Linked DNA regions of Sus scrofa: region 1 is linked to region 2. The links are chromatin contacts, called in public Hi-C maps. All regions are on one chromosome and are shown on one strand. The core of a region is the stretch at or near the end of the contact, and the rest is flanking DNA. Distances in the headings are between cores, read along the strand shown. Region 1 holds the start of ELMO2 (engulfment and cell motility protein 2). Region 2 holds the start of DBNDD2 (dysbindin (dystrobrevin binding protein 1) domain containing 2).

Evidence for each region. Hi-C and Micro-C count contacts between places; a contact is called where the count stands out from the background.
Region 1: a Hi-C map of liver shows a contact between it and region 2, with 5 times the contacts expected there. The contact joins the promoter of ELMO2 here to the promoter of DBNDD2 in region 2. A contact is called at or near these places in 2 of 47 Hi-C or Micro-C datasets (heart right ventricle and liver).

Annotation. Positions count from the first base shown.
Region 1 is chr17:48,562,905-48,570,100 of Sscrofa11.1, forward strand. It overlaps ELMO2 (engulfment and cell motility protein 2), which reads right to left and starts at 4,758. Exons shown (of 21, transcript XM_021078300.1): 1 at 4,673-4,758.
Region 2 is chr17:47,680,931-47,687,771 of Sscrofa11.1, forward strand. It overlaps DBNDD2 (dysbindin (dystrobrevin binding protein 1) domain containing 2), which reads left to right and starts at 5,290. Exons shown (of 6, transcript NM_001243672.1): 1 at 5,290-5,454; 2 at 5,673-5,917. SYS1 (protein SYS1 homolog) reads left to right here and starts at 5,254. Exons shown (of 4, transcript XM_005672967.3): 1 at 5,254-5,454; 2 at 5,673-5,917. The coding sequence starts at 5,756.

The DNA of each region.
Region 1 (7,196 bases), core at 3,508-6,007, 880 kb after region 2:
CCTCAGTTTTTGGAAATGAAACAGAAACTGAAGTAGTAAATACAGATGAATGAGAAGAAACTGTCTGCCTTCATGGGGCTGCCATGGTTGCAGCGGGGAGGGAGGGAGGGAGCGTGCTGAGCTGAGAGGCCCTGCGTTAGGACTGAAATCCCAGGCTGGTGACCCGACGCCTTCAATACCAACCACAACAACACAGCACTGTTCTTGCTGGAAAGTCAGGCCAAGCCTCTTGTTTTATAATAAGCGAAAGGAGGTCCAGGGAAGCTGGCCAGGCTACACCACCAGTCAGGCACAAAAGAAGGCGTAACCCCCCTCTTCTGGGTCAGCCCTCCCCCTGCAGCACAGGAAACCTGACTGCCCAGCTCTGCCCCCAGCACGAGCCTCTCTGACCTTAGGTCCTGATCTACATGAGGAGATTGGACTAGACGTTTGTGAAGCTCTTCCAACCTTGACCTTCTAGCGAGGCAGAGTAACAATGAGGTTAGGAGCTTGTGTTCTGCTGGGGGACAGGCCTGGATTTGGCTCCAGCTCTACGAATTTCCATTTCCTTATCTACAAAAGAGGGCTCGAATCAATATCACTCTATAAAGTTACTGTGAACACATGGGGTGGGATAATATACGTAAATCTTTTAACTTAATACCTGACACAGAGGAAGCAGCATTCCAACAGTGTGAACTTGAAGAAGTTGCAAAAACACTGTAGCCCTGTTTCCCCGGCATAAAAAAGCCCAATTTGCCAGGTTTTAGTATTCTGATGACAAAATGAGAGAATACCTGTGAAGGTAATTGGGGAAGAAAATCAACATACAATTATTATTATTATTACTTTTCTCCTAGAAGAAGCTTGGAGAGTTTCATAGTCAGTTCCAAAGCAGCGGCCGTACAATGCCTGGCACATAACAGGTGCTCAACAAATCTTTCCTAGTGACTCAGTTCAAACCAGTATGTCTGGATGCAACTAGAGATCATCATACTAAGTGAAGTAAATCAGAAATAGAAAGACAAAAAACATATGATATCACTTACATGTGGAATCTAAAATATAGCACAAATGAATCTATCTACAAAACAGAAACAGACCCCGAACAAGAAAAGACTTGCGGAGTTCCCGTCGTGGCGCAGTGGTCAATGAATCCGACTGGGAACCATGAGGTTGCGGGTTCGGTCCCTGCCCTTGCTCAGTGGGTTAATGATCTGGCGTTGCCATGAGCTGTGGTGTGGGGTGCAGACGCGGCTCAGGTCCCGTGTTGCTGTGGCTCTGGCGTAGGCCGGTGGCTACAGCTCTGATTCGACCCCTAGCCTGGGAACCTCCATATGCCTCGGGAGTGGCCCAAGAAATGGCAAAAAGACAAAAAAAAAAAAAAAAAAGACTTGCGGTTGCCAAAGGGGAGGCGGAAGGGAGAGGGATGGACTGGGACTTTGGGGGTAGCAGATGCAAACTAATTCAGTTAGAATGGGTACACAACATGGTCCTACTGTATAGCACAGGAAACCATATCCAACCTCCTGGAATAAACCATAATGGAAAGGAATATTTAAAAAAGGAAAAGAAAAAAAGAATGCATGTATGTGTATAACTAAGCCACTTTACTGTAGAAGAGACATTAGCACAACGTTGTAAATCAACTATGCTTTAACAAAAAAGAAAAAACAGTCTAATGGGTTTACAAACTCTGATGCTTAAGCAGCCAGACAGGTAAGTGAAAAAGCCAAGCAGCATCTATGTGGGAATTGCAGCAAGTTGCAAAGTGTCCCGTCCCCCCACCCACCCAGCACTTTGGAACACACCATGCAGCCTCTGCACACACTGCTTCCGGTTCTTCATTTTATCAGCCTGGTGCCCTGAACCTCATTTAACCTCATCACTTTGTGACCTGGTCTTGTCTTTCCAAGTACACAGTTAGCATTCAGAGGATGAGGGCCGGGAGTTACACTCCTCAGTCACCCTAAATGGCCTGGAACAGTGCTGGCCTCACTGTGGTGAGGATTTCACTCAACGAGCAATTGTTGCACAGAAAGGCCAGACTGTTAACTCAGGCCTTGTATGCCTAGCACCTTTGAGATGCTGCAGGCTGTGTATATTTTTCTACCCAGGACTAGAGTAGGGTTGGTACGGACTAGGCTGAGTTGGTGGGGACTGTGCTGAGCTATGGTGACTGCATCAAGAAACATTTGCCTTGCAGGTTTTTCCTTCCACTGCACCAAATACATATGTTCCTGAGCCCCTAGGCAGGTGGTACCAATGCATACAGACACACTGTCTCTGTATGGAACAAGACAGAATATTCAACATACTCGCAGGTGCCACTGTTTTCAAGAAGTTTAGCCCCATTTCTTGCACCACCAAAAGTTCCTGGCACCTCCTGGAGGCAGCAGAGGGTAACAGATGAATAGATGGGGGTCCTGGTCTTCAACTTGCCTCCTCCACTCACGAACTTTAGGAGGACCGCTGGCAGGCAGCGTAACGTTCAGAAGCTTCATGATGTACATCAGTAAAATGTAGACAACACTAATTACCTCAAAAGGCTTAAGGTGATTAAATGTCACCGGTATATAAAACTTCTAGCATTGCACACCCCCACATGTGGCTACTGAGCACTTGAAATATGGTTACCACAAGCTGAGATGGACTCTAAGAGTAAAACTCCTACCAGATTTCAAAGATTTAGTACACACACACAAATGTGGAATATCTCATTAGTATTTTTATATTGACTACATGTCAAAATAATATTATTTGGGAGTCTATTAGGTTAAGTAAAGTATATTACAAAAAGTAATTTCACCTGTTTTTTACTTTTTTAATGTGGCTACTAAAAAAAAAAAACCATTTTAAAATAACTAATTTTCTTTTCCTTTTTTTGTCTGCCCTAACACATATGGAGTTCCCAGGCTAGGGATGAGATCCTAGCCGCAGTTATGACCTGTGCTGCAGCAGCACGGGATCTTTAACCCACTGTGCCAGGCTGGGGATTGAACCCGTGTCCCAGCGTTCCAGGGACACCACCGATCCCATTGCACCACAGCAGGAACTCCTAATAATTTTTAAATTACACGTATTGATTGTATTTCTATTGGTCACCAATGGTCTAGCGCAGAGCCTAGCACGCTTTTTTTTTTTTTTTTTTTTTTTTTGCTTTTCAGGGCAGTATATGGAAGTTCCAGGCTAGGGGTCAAATTGGAGCTGTAACTGCTGGCCTATGCCACAACCACTGCAACGCAGGATCCGAGCTGAGTATACGAGCTGAGTATATGACCTACACCACAGCTCATGGCAACACTGGATCCTTAACCCACTGAACAAGGCCAGGGATCAAACCTGAATCCTCATGGATCCTAGCTGGACTCTTTATAACGGCTAAGCCACAAAGGGAACTCCCTGACACACTTTTTGTGTAGGACCTCAGGGACATGACTCACACGAACACCCTGTTCCTCCTGCCAAAGCCAAGTTTTCCATTCATTTATTTAAAACATATTTACAGTGCCTGGCCCTGTGCAAGATGCTGGAAATACAAGAAGCAAAAGCAGATACTACCTTTTTCCCTGTGAACCTTATTATCTGGTGGAAATAGACAAGCCTATTTTCAGCCATTCAAGGGTTGTGAAGGAGAAGTATACAGGGTGATGAAAGTGGGGAATTCATTTGGTGAGGGAGTCGGGCGCCAGGGATGCCTCCTGAGGAAGTGATACTTGAGTGGAGATTTGAAAGATAAAGAGGAATTTACTGGAGTAAGCCAGGCAGGGAAGATATGCCCCGGAGTAGGAAGACCAAGGGTGAAGACCCTGAGTAGGGCTGGGGCTTGGTATGTAGAAGGAACACGAAAAGGTGAGGAGAGTATTGAGCAAGAGGGGTTGGTAGACTGAGACCAGGGAGGAGAGGTCGGTGGGTTCCCCTCTCCAAGGCTTGGGAGAGGATCCGGGGCTGGCCCTGCAAGAGGTGGAAGAGGCGTAGTTGTAAGCAGCGGAGCGTCCGGATCCGAGCCCTCCGGCCAAGGGGCAAGGCCCTTGCGGATCGGCCAGAGGGCATGTGGGCAGATCTGGTTAAGACGCGGCATCGGTCCGGGTAAGAGGCGAAAGAGGGCTGAACTGACGAGCAAGCAGCGGAGATACAAGTAGACGGACTGGGGTCTACCGAGCCGGGCCGGATAGACCGGGCGGGGTGAAGAGCCTTGTCTATTGAAGGGGGTGGCGACATCGAGAGGATCTGGGCGTCTGGCGCCCGGGGCCACCCAGCCCCAAACACTCTCTGGGCGCCTATCAAGCCCCTTCCCATTCGGTCCCTCTCCCGTCTCCTCCCTCACCGTCTCGTCGCACTCCGCGTTCCACCCACCCACCCTCCTCCTCCCCTACCCCTCGACCCCTACCCGGTCCAGCCCCCGCCCCTCGAGGCCTGGCCTGCCCTCTTCCCCACCCGTAGACCCTTCCCTGTCGGGGACCCAGTGCCCCTCAGGTCCGGGGGACCTAGCTGGGCCGCGACCCCTCTGGGGCCTGTCGTACCGGCGCGGTGCAGCCCAGGCCCGCCCTCTCCAGCCCCTCGGTCCCCTGGGCAGAAGCAGGCCGCAGCTCTCCGCCCGCTTCCCGGCCCAGCCTCTCCTCCCTGCGTCCCTCAGGCCAGGCCCCGCTCCGAGGGCGGGAATGCCCGAGCCCCCGGCGCGCCCCTCACTCACCAGAACGCCAACCTAGGCCCAGCTCCCGCAACCGGGTCTCACCGCCGCCGCCGCTCCTCCAGCCTCCGCCCGCCCCACCTTCCCGGGACCCCGCCCCGCGCAGGCCGACCCGGGCTCCTATTGCTCCGCTTCGCCGTCACGCTGAACTCTCCTCCTTCAACTGGGTTGATTGCCTGTCACTCAAAGGAGGGCGGGCCCAGATGCTGAGGGGAAAAGCCGGCGATCCCCGCCCAGCTAGCGGAGGCCTCTTAAAGACATAGGCCTCCTCTGCCGCCCCAGGCTATGGGTTCTGGAGGAATGGGATTTCTCCTCAAATTCAAGAGGCATTACCAGCCCCCCACCCCACCCAAACTTTTCTTTTGGCACTGCCTGGGTTCCTTGTGATAAATCAGAGCTTTTGAGGGCTCAGCTGTCCTCTGGTGGCACTAAGCCCTGTGCCCGGCGGGCATGTAACGCACTCATCAGTGGGATAACTGTGGCTTGAAGAACTGAGTGGGAAGTGACAGTCATGTCAGAGGCTGTGAGCAGCCGCGGCTGCTCACCACCGAGTTGGAGCTAATTATACCGGCACCCAGGGCTGACCGTGGGCGCTGAGCAGAGGCAGAGGGGTACAGCTCAGCTGTACTGTTGGTAGGGACCCGTGGGAGGTGGTATTCGTCACTGCACCTGCAGATCGGAACAAGGCCAGGCACTGCGCCAGGGCCTCGCGCTCGCTCGTGCTATCTCCATTTACACTCACAGCAACTCTGATGTAGGTATTACGCTGATCCTCTGATGGCAGACTTAGTGATGGGCTGAGCAAGATGCCAGCCTGTGCCTGTTTGATTCTAAAGTTTATGCTTTAACCTTTTTTTGGTCTCACAGATCCTTACAACCACAATGGATGGTGGGTATTTTGTTGCCTCTTTTACCGACCCTCAGCTGGAGAGGCTAAATAAGGAAACTCTTACCCAGCAAAGAAACTAAATGACAGCTCCCATTTAGATGGTGCTTCTGTCAGGAAAGCATCAGAAAAGCAGTTTTACATATGTTGTTTCATTTGATCCTCAAAATATCTTCGAAGTGAAGATGATTCTTATTAGTCCTATTTTACTGGTGAATACAGTGATGCTCAGGGAGGGTGAGGTTTAGGAATAGATAACATTGCCACTGCCCTTGCAGAAGTCATCAGTTTATTTTCCATAAATGACCATTGGAAATACTTTTGGCCATACAACCTCTGTCAAAACTATTCAGCTGTGCTGTTATAGCCTGAAAGCAGCCACAGACTATATGTAAGCCAATGCGTGTGGCTGGATTCCAATGCAACTTTATTTACAAAAATAGGCAGTGGCCTGTGGCTATAATTTGTCCACTCTTAGTCTACAGGGCTGTGGATACAAAAGTGTTTAATAGACTTTTGCTTTGTGGGATTCTCACAGCAACCTTGTTATTATTCACACTTTGTTTTTCTTTGTACAGCCTCATCTGTGGCACATGGAAGCTCCTGGTCTAGGGGCTGAATCGGAGCTGCAGCTGCCACAGCCACAGCAACACTGGATTCCAGCCACATCTGCAACTTACACTGGATCCTCGACCCACTGAGTGAGACCTGGGATCTAAGCTGCATCCTCACAGAGACAATGTTGAGTTCTTAACCTGCTGAGCCACAGTAGGAACTTCTAGTCATACTTTAAAATTTTTATTTTATTGTAAAACAAGGAATTTTACTTTACTGTTCAAAAAAATGTCTTTCTTTTCTTGCCTGTGCCCATGGCATATGAAAATTCCAGGGCCAGGGATTGAACTGGTGGCACAGCAGCAACCTGAATCACTACAGTGATAACTCGGGATCTTTAACCCACTGCGCCACCAGGAGAACTCCCATACTTTTAAAAATTATTATTAAGGTATTATTGTTGCTGATGATCATCCTCATCCTTTTACAAAGGAGGAGTCAAAAGCTTGCAAAGCTTAGGCTTTTTACTCGAGGTCAATTCAGGAACTTGAACTCAGGTCCAGCTTTCCTCACTCCCAATTTCATCTTCTGTCTACAAAAGTGGATTATGGGAAGGCATGAGCATTCCACCTTGGTCTAGCAGATCTTTTTCTTGCCCCATTGCAAGATAACAGGCCAAGTTCATTTTACCTTTCCCAGGCTCCAGTGGTAACTCCTGTAGTTCCCCTTTTTGGGAACGTTCTCCCACTCCTTCCTGCCTTCCCAATTACTGCAGCCCAGGAACACCTCCCTCCCTAAGCCCCCAGGGTGCTTCTACCCAGCACTTTTATTACTGAGAATAGCATCTGCTTGGAAACAGGCTCCACGTGGGCAGTGACTTACTTCTGTGGAGTCTGCTAGCGGCCCTCCAAAGCCCTTTCTCCTGGCCTTCCACACTCACATGGCTGCCTGGCTTAAGCTTCTCTTCCCAGCCTCACTTAAAGCTAAGATTGGCTGGGTGAGTTCTTGCCAGTGGAAGGGACGTGTGAAACTGCAGGCAAGGCCTTTAGTCAGTGGGCCCGCCTCCTCCCTGCTCTTTCTCACCGG
Region 2 (6,841 bases), core at 4,040-6,539:
GAATGCTCGGCATCCTACACCTTCCACAGAGGTGTGATTTGTAGAAACCAGTGACCTCTGAGCACAGGACACAGAAAACTAGTTCCTTGACCCCCTCTGGTGTAAAGAAGTGGGAGACTGGAGTGTAAAGATGAAAGCTCCAGAAGGTTCTTAATTCTGATCATTCCAGCTGACAAGACCAATCACACCTTGGTTGTGTACTGAGTTGAGTCACTTCTTTCTCTGAGCCTCAGTATCTTCATCTGTAAAATGGGGAAAATGTTATATACCTGCTTCCCCAGAGCTGCTGGACTGATGAGACCACCTAGTGACAGCTGTATGTCAACTGTAATGTCCAGTGCTCTTTCTGTTGTGCACTGGGAAGGGGTATGAAATGAGTCACACTGACTTGGGTTGGAGTTTGAATTCTTACACTCACTGGCGGTGTGGTCTTGGGCAAACCCTGTCCCTCCAATGCACAGGCTTGTTCTGGAAACTAAATCAAAAACTAAATGAAATAATGTAAGTGTGCGGCACACAGGATGGGCTCAGCAAACACCCTTCCTGAGAACAGAGGCACACACAGCCCTTAAAACAGTGGAGGCAGCAAAGGGTTCCTAGTCCAGAGGGAAAAAAAAAACCAGGCAGGCCATGAACGAATTCTCGCCAGTTTCTCTTCTAAGAGAGAGGGACTCGCTGGCCAGAGCCCAGGCCGATTACCAACGACGCAGAGGACAGGCAGCCAAATGCTAGCCTCCCACATGGAGTTTCCAAAAACTGTGAGTACAGAGTTGCATAACCTGTCCCCAAGACACGTGTCTCCCAGAATTGTTTTCAGCAAACCTGACCTGAAAAAGATCACGTGGTGTGGGGGCGGGGCAGTAGGGCCGCTTAGGGGCGGGGGAGGGGGAAAGCGAGGGGTGGGAGGAGGGGGCGGGGAGGGGGGTACAAGGAGGGGAAGGTACTACCATTACTGAGCGCCTACTGGGTGCCAGGCACCGGGCTCTCTCACTCGGTATCTCGTTAGTTCCGCGCTGTAAACCGGAGAGAACAGCTATGATCACGCCCACATTCCAAGGAAGAAATAATAACAATAATTAATAGTACTAATGTTTACATAACGCTGACTACACATCCGGGCAGTGGAGTAAGCACACATTTGAGTCTCAGGACGGCCCATGACGTGAGTAACTCTTCTGATCCTCTTTTCATAGAGGAAGAAACTGAGACTCAGAGAGATAAGTCACTTCCCCAAGGTCACCCAGCAAGAGGCTAGTCGAACCCGTATTCTAAGACTGGCAGGGTTCCAAAGACTTATAAGAGGGCATTTTCCGGAGTTCCCATTGTGGCTCAGCGGGAACAAACCCAACTAGTATCCATGAGGACGTGGGTTTGATCTCTGGCCTCGCTCAGTGGATTAAGGATCCAGTGTTGCTCTGAGCTGCGTTGTAGGCTGCAGACTCGGCTCAGATATGGGTTGGCTGTGGCTGTGGTGTAGGCCGGTGGCTACAGCTCCGATTCGACCCATAGCCTGGGAACCTCCATATGCCGAGGATGCGGCCCTAAAAAGACAGGAAAAAAATAAAAAGAAAAAGAGGGCATTTCCCAAGGGATTTACAGGGGTGGGTCTAGAAAGTGACCCCAGCAGGAGTTATGCTCACATGCCCCCAGTGGGAGCCCAGGGTGGCAGTGACATAAATGACCAAGTGACCAGAGGCACTCCCCTCCTCAGCACCCAGAGCACAATTTGTCCAAGCTCCTGGCTGTTTGTCATTCTGCCTCTGGCCTAAAGTTTAAAATTTCATTCATAAGTTTGGAAACTACAAACATGGCAGCGTGGGAAAGGCCTTTGGAGATCGCTATTTTAGTCCAGCCCCCTCATATTACAGATGGGGGGCGGGGAAGCCCTGACGTCCAAAGAGAGCAGTGGACATGGCAAGGTCACAGAGCCATTTTCTGTAGGAAGGAGGAGGTGGTTTGAGGTCAATTAGAGATCATCTTGTTCTGTACCAAATGTGAGATTTCCTCTGAATCACTCGGGGAGCTCTCTGAATTTACAGACTTCTGGAGTTCCCGTCATGGCACACTGGACTAGGAACCATGAGGTCGCGGATTCCATCCCTGGCCTCGCTCAGTGGGTCAAGGATCCAGCGTTGCTGTGGCTGTGGTGTAGGCCTGCGGCTACAGCTCCGATTAGACTCCTAGCCTGGGAACCTCCATGTGCCGTGGGTGCAGCCCTAGAAAATACAAAAAAAAAAAAAAAAAAAAAAAAAGGGGAAGTTGGAGTCCAAAGCCCTTCTTTCATTCTACAGTTTGGGATTCTAAGACCCAGCATGGGACTTGCTCAAGGGCACAGGGCAAGTCAGTGGGGTCCTAGCACAGGCGTTGTGGACTGGACCCAAAGCTCCTTCTTATCCAGACTGCCTGTAGTAGTCACATTCTCAATGGAGTTACTGTGGTTTTTCCCCAGCTCTTGGTTTCCTTACCGCAACCAAAGTAAGACAAGGGATAGTGCCCATTTCCAGGGCTTGTAAAGGTAGGAATTCAAGAGCTGAAATTCTGCAGGGAAAAGGAAATTGCAAAAGACTATCCGGCAAGTCCGTGGGGGTTTCCCTAAGGTGAGCTCCAGGATCCAGGGGTGACTCAGGCCCCAGCGACCCAGCTGGCCCGGGCGCCTCAGGCTGCCAGCTGCCTTTCCATTTCAGGAGAAAGGGGAGGGAATGCCTTCCCTCTGTGGGCGGAGATGGGGTGGAGAAGGCCCAGCGGCCAGCTGACTTGAGGGGGCCCGACTCTGAAAAAGCCATACCACTAAGCCCCTGGAAGGAAGAGGAAGCTGCCTGCCAAAACTAAATTGAACCTCTCCAAGCACTTTTCCTCAGCCTCTCCTCCAATCTCTCCTTAATCCCTCACCCCAGAACCACTTGAGCCTAAGGATTCACTGCTCCTTTTCCTCTTTCCACTACCCCACCACTGTCTCCGTCCTTCCTTTTCTTCTCCACTTTTTTTCCCCTTAATTCTGGAATGATACCTTGGCGTTTAGAGTCAGATGTCCTGGGTTTGAATCCCAGCTCAGTCTCCCTTGAGCTCTCTGATTTAGTACAGTCACACTCCTTATTGGAGTCTCCCTTTCCTTACCTTTATTTATTTTTTGGCCCCACCCATGGCATGCAAAAGTCCCCAGGCCAGGGATTGACCCTGAGCCACAGCAGTGACCTAAGCCACAGCAATAATGATACCAGATCCTTAACTCACTGAGCCACCAGGGAGCTCCTCCTCACCTTTAAAGTAGGGAATATCAGAGTTCCCGTCGTGGCGCAGTAGTTAACAAATCCAACTAGGAACCACGAGGTTGTGGATTCAATCCCCGCCCTTGCTCAGTGGGTTAAGGATCCGGCATTGCCGTGAGCTGTGGTGTAGGTCGCAGGCACGGCTTGGTTCCCGCTTTGCTGTGGCTCTGGCGTAAGCCAGTGGCTATAGCTCCGATTAGACCCCTAGCCTGGGAACCTCCATGTGCGTCAGGAGCGGCCCTAGAAAAGGCAAAAAGATAAAAAGACAAAAAAAAAAAAAAAAAAAAAAAAAAAAAAGTAGGGAATATCTACCTTCCCGGATTGTGAGAAATAAATAAGATCATGTAGATACTTAACAAACATGATATTTTCGCAGAAACATTAAATCATCTGAGTCATCCATGAACCAGAGAGATTTGCTGAGCTCAACTGAGGGGCCTAAAAGAACAGTTGAGCTGGAAAGCACCTCATGTCTTTGGGCTTTAATGACTTGCAAACTGGAGTCCAAGGGAACTGTTTACAACATTTCCAAATAATAAGCGAAATCACATCCTCTTTTTTTTTTTTTTTTAAGGGCCGCACCTGCGGCATATGGAAGTTCCCAGGCTGGGAGTCAAACTGGACCTGTAGCTGCTGGCCTACACCACAGCCACAGCAACGCCAGATCAGAGCCATGTCTGTGACCTACGCCTCAGCTTGTGGCAATGCCCCTGGCTCCTTAACCCATTCAGCAAGGCCAAGGACCAAGCTTGTGTCCTCATGGCTAGTAGTCGGATTTGTCACTGCTGAGCCATGATGGGAATCCTGACTTACTCTTGATAGAGTATCAAGGTTCTTTACTTTTGTCTGAAATTGTATCAGCTCAAGGTGCTATCATGCTTATCACATGCTGTTCAGAAATTCTGATGTGCAAGTGACATGGGTCTTTGATAAAGTTGTTTTAACTGGGAAGTAATTAAAGGAGAGTAGATTAAATGATGTAAAACATTAATCTTGTCTAACTTTACGTTTCAGAAACAGGGAAGCTGAGGTTTAAAGAAGGAAGTGTACTAGTCACACAACTAGTACAGCAGGCTCTAAAACCTGGATTTTTTTTTTTCCTGGAACCAGTTACTTCCCTTCTTTCCATTCCGGAAAAGGAAAACCTAGGATCAATGAAATTGAGGGGTTTTGGTCCGCTGAGGCAGGAATGAAATGATTCATCAATTTGCTGTTGCCCTTTCTCTATTCTTGACTCATTCAGCAAATATTTACTGACTGTCCACACTATTTAGACTCAGAAGAGAAGTCATGGTGAGCAAGACATGCTCACAGTCAGGGTGGCAGGCAGAATGTGGATATGCTTCTAGGTATGAATTCAGAACCTCTGCTTCCTCCCCCTTAATAAATACATATGGATATATAAATATAAATGGATACATTATAAAACACCCAGTACTTTGCCTTCTAACACAGTGAGTTTGTCTGAGAGCAGAGCTGTTTCATTTGAAAGTGTCCAAATCTTCCTAACCACTCTATAGGCCCGAAATCAATGCTGTGGTGTTGGGCACAGCTGAATTCTAATTTTGATTGCCACTGTCTTTGAGACAGTATGTTGCTTTCCTTCTCTGACCCTTAGTTTTATCTAAGGAAACAGGGGCGAAATCATGTGTGGAATTGCTGGCAGGTTCATTTTAAGTCACCCCGGACTTTAGGCGAAAGAAAACGCTGGGAATCTAGGTTGAAAACAGAGTCGACGTAATCAATCCCTTAATTCCCAGACTTTCCCTCGCCCACGGCCACCCCTCTATCTTCCACCCCAGCTACCCTACTTTCCCCAAGATCCCCCTCTAGAGGGCACGCAAGCTCCACCGCGCTCACGCCTCACTTCCGTTCGCCTTCATTCTTTATTGTGCGCATGTGCATACTTCGGTTCGGGGCCGCCCTAAAACCCGCCCCCACCCCTGCTTTAGGGGGCTCCGCCGAAGACTGCACCCCTACGCCTGCGCAATCTCAGCCCCGCCCCCTACGCTGTTCCCGGAAACGCTTCCTTCCTACGTATCCGCTGCTGCCTCGGCCGCCGCTGGAGCTTTGCCTCTCTAGGCCTGTAGGGACTCTTCTCCATGGTTCTGCCTGTCAGCACTGCTTCGGGGGCCAGCCGGTGAGACTGGGCCGCACTCGGACGCTTTGATTCTCGAGTCCGACACTGGTGAGTGAACTTCAGAGAAGCTCGAGGACGGGCGGGGCTCGAGCAGCCGTAACGGGCAGGACTTCCCCTCAGTTCGGTAATGGGTCTGTCCGTCCTGCCCTCCCCCCCATTCCGGGAATGGGCTCGCCCCCTCCGTCCCAGCCCCTCCTCCTGGGCGGGGCGATGTTGCCATGGTGACGGCCGGCTGGCTGAGGCCCGGCGTGTGTGTGTCCTCGCAGGTGCCGGGGCTGCCCGGGGCCCATGGCGCGGCGGCGGCGGCGCTGACCCAGGCCCGGGCGGCAGCAGTGCCCCGCGAGCCGGCATGGCGGGCCAGTTCCGCAGCTACGTGTGGGACCCGTTGCTGATCCTGTCACAGATCGTCCTCATGCAGACTGTCTATTACGGCTCGCTAGGCCTGTGGCTGGCGCTGGTGGACGGGCTGGTGCGCAGCAGCCCCTCGCTGGACCAGATGTTCGACGCCGAGGTAGGGTCCCTGGGCCGACGCGGGCGGGGTCTCGGCTTCACGAGGTGGTCTGTCACTAATGGCTGTAGACCTCACTGGGCTACCTTCTCACTTTGTGGCTCTGGGAAAGGGATATCACTTTCCGAACCTCGGCTGCCCCATCCGTAAAATGGAATGACTCATAACGGGAAGGCAGACTGGTACAAAGGAAAGGCCCTGGGTGTTAGAATAAACAGACCTGCGTTCCAGGCAGTCTGATACATCTCCTTGCTGACACTGAGAAAGTGACTTCACTTCTCTGAGCCCTAGATTTCCAGGTATCAAACTGGGGAGGGAGGAATGGATAAAAGATCATTCACGGAGGTAGAGTGGGAACTACCTGGGCTTTGGAGTCAGGACTCTGTTTAACTCCCATGTATTAGCCATGTGACCTTGGGAAAGTATCCTCACCTCTCTGAACTTCAGTTTTCCTGTCTGCAAAATCATAAAATCAGTATCAGAAAGGTGGCAGACTGCAGAGAGCCTGTACTTTGGATTCAGAAAAGCTTAGGGTCCAGTCTAGACCCCAGCATTCTAACTGTGGGACTTGGGCAAGTTATTTCACCTTTCTAAACTTATTTCCTCTTTGGACTACAGTAATCCTCAACAAAATGTTTTGAGGCCCAGAGGGTGCTTTAGGGAGTTCCCGTTGTGGGTTACGAACCCAGCTAGTATCTACGAGGATGCAGGTTTGATCCCTGGCCTTGCTCAGTGGACTAAGGATCCGGCATTGCCGTGAGCTGTGGTGTAGGTTACAGATGTGGCTGGGATCCTGTGTTGCTGTTGCTGTAGCTGTGGTGCAGGCCGGCAGCTGCAGCTCCCATTCTACCCCTAGCCTGGGAATTTCCATATGCTGCAAGTGCAGCACTAAAAACCAAAAAGAAAAAAAAGTGGTTTATAAAATAT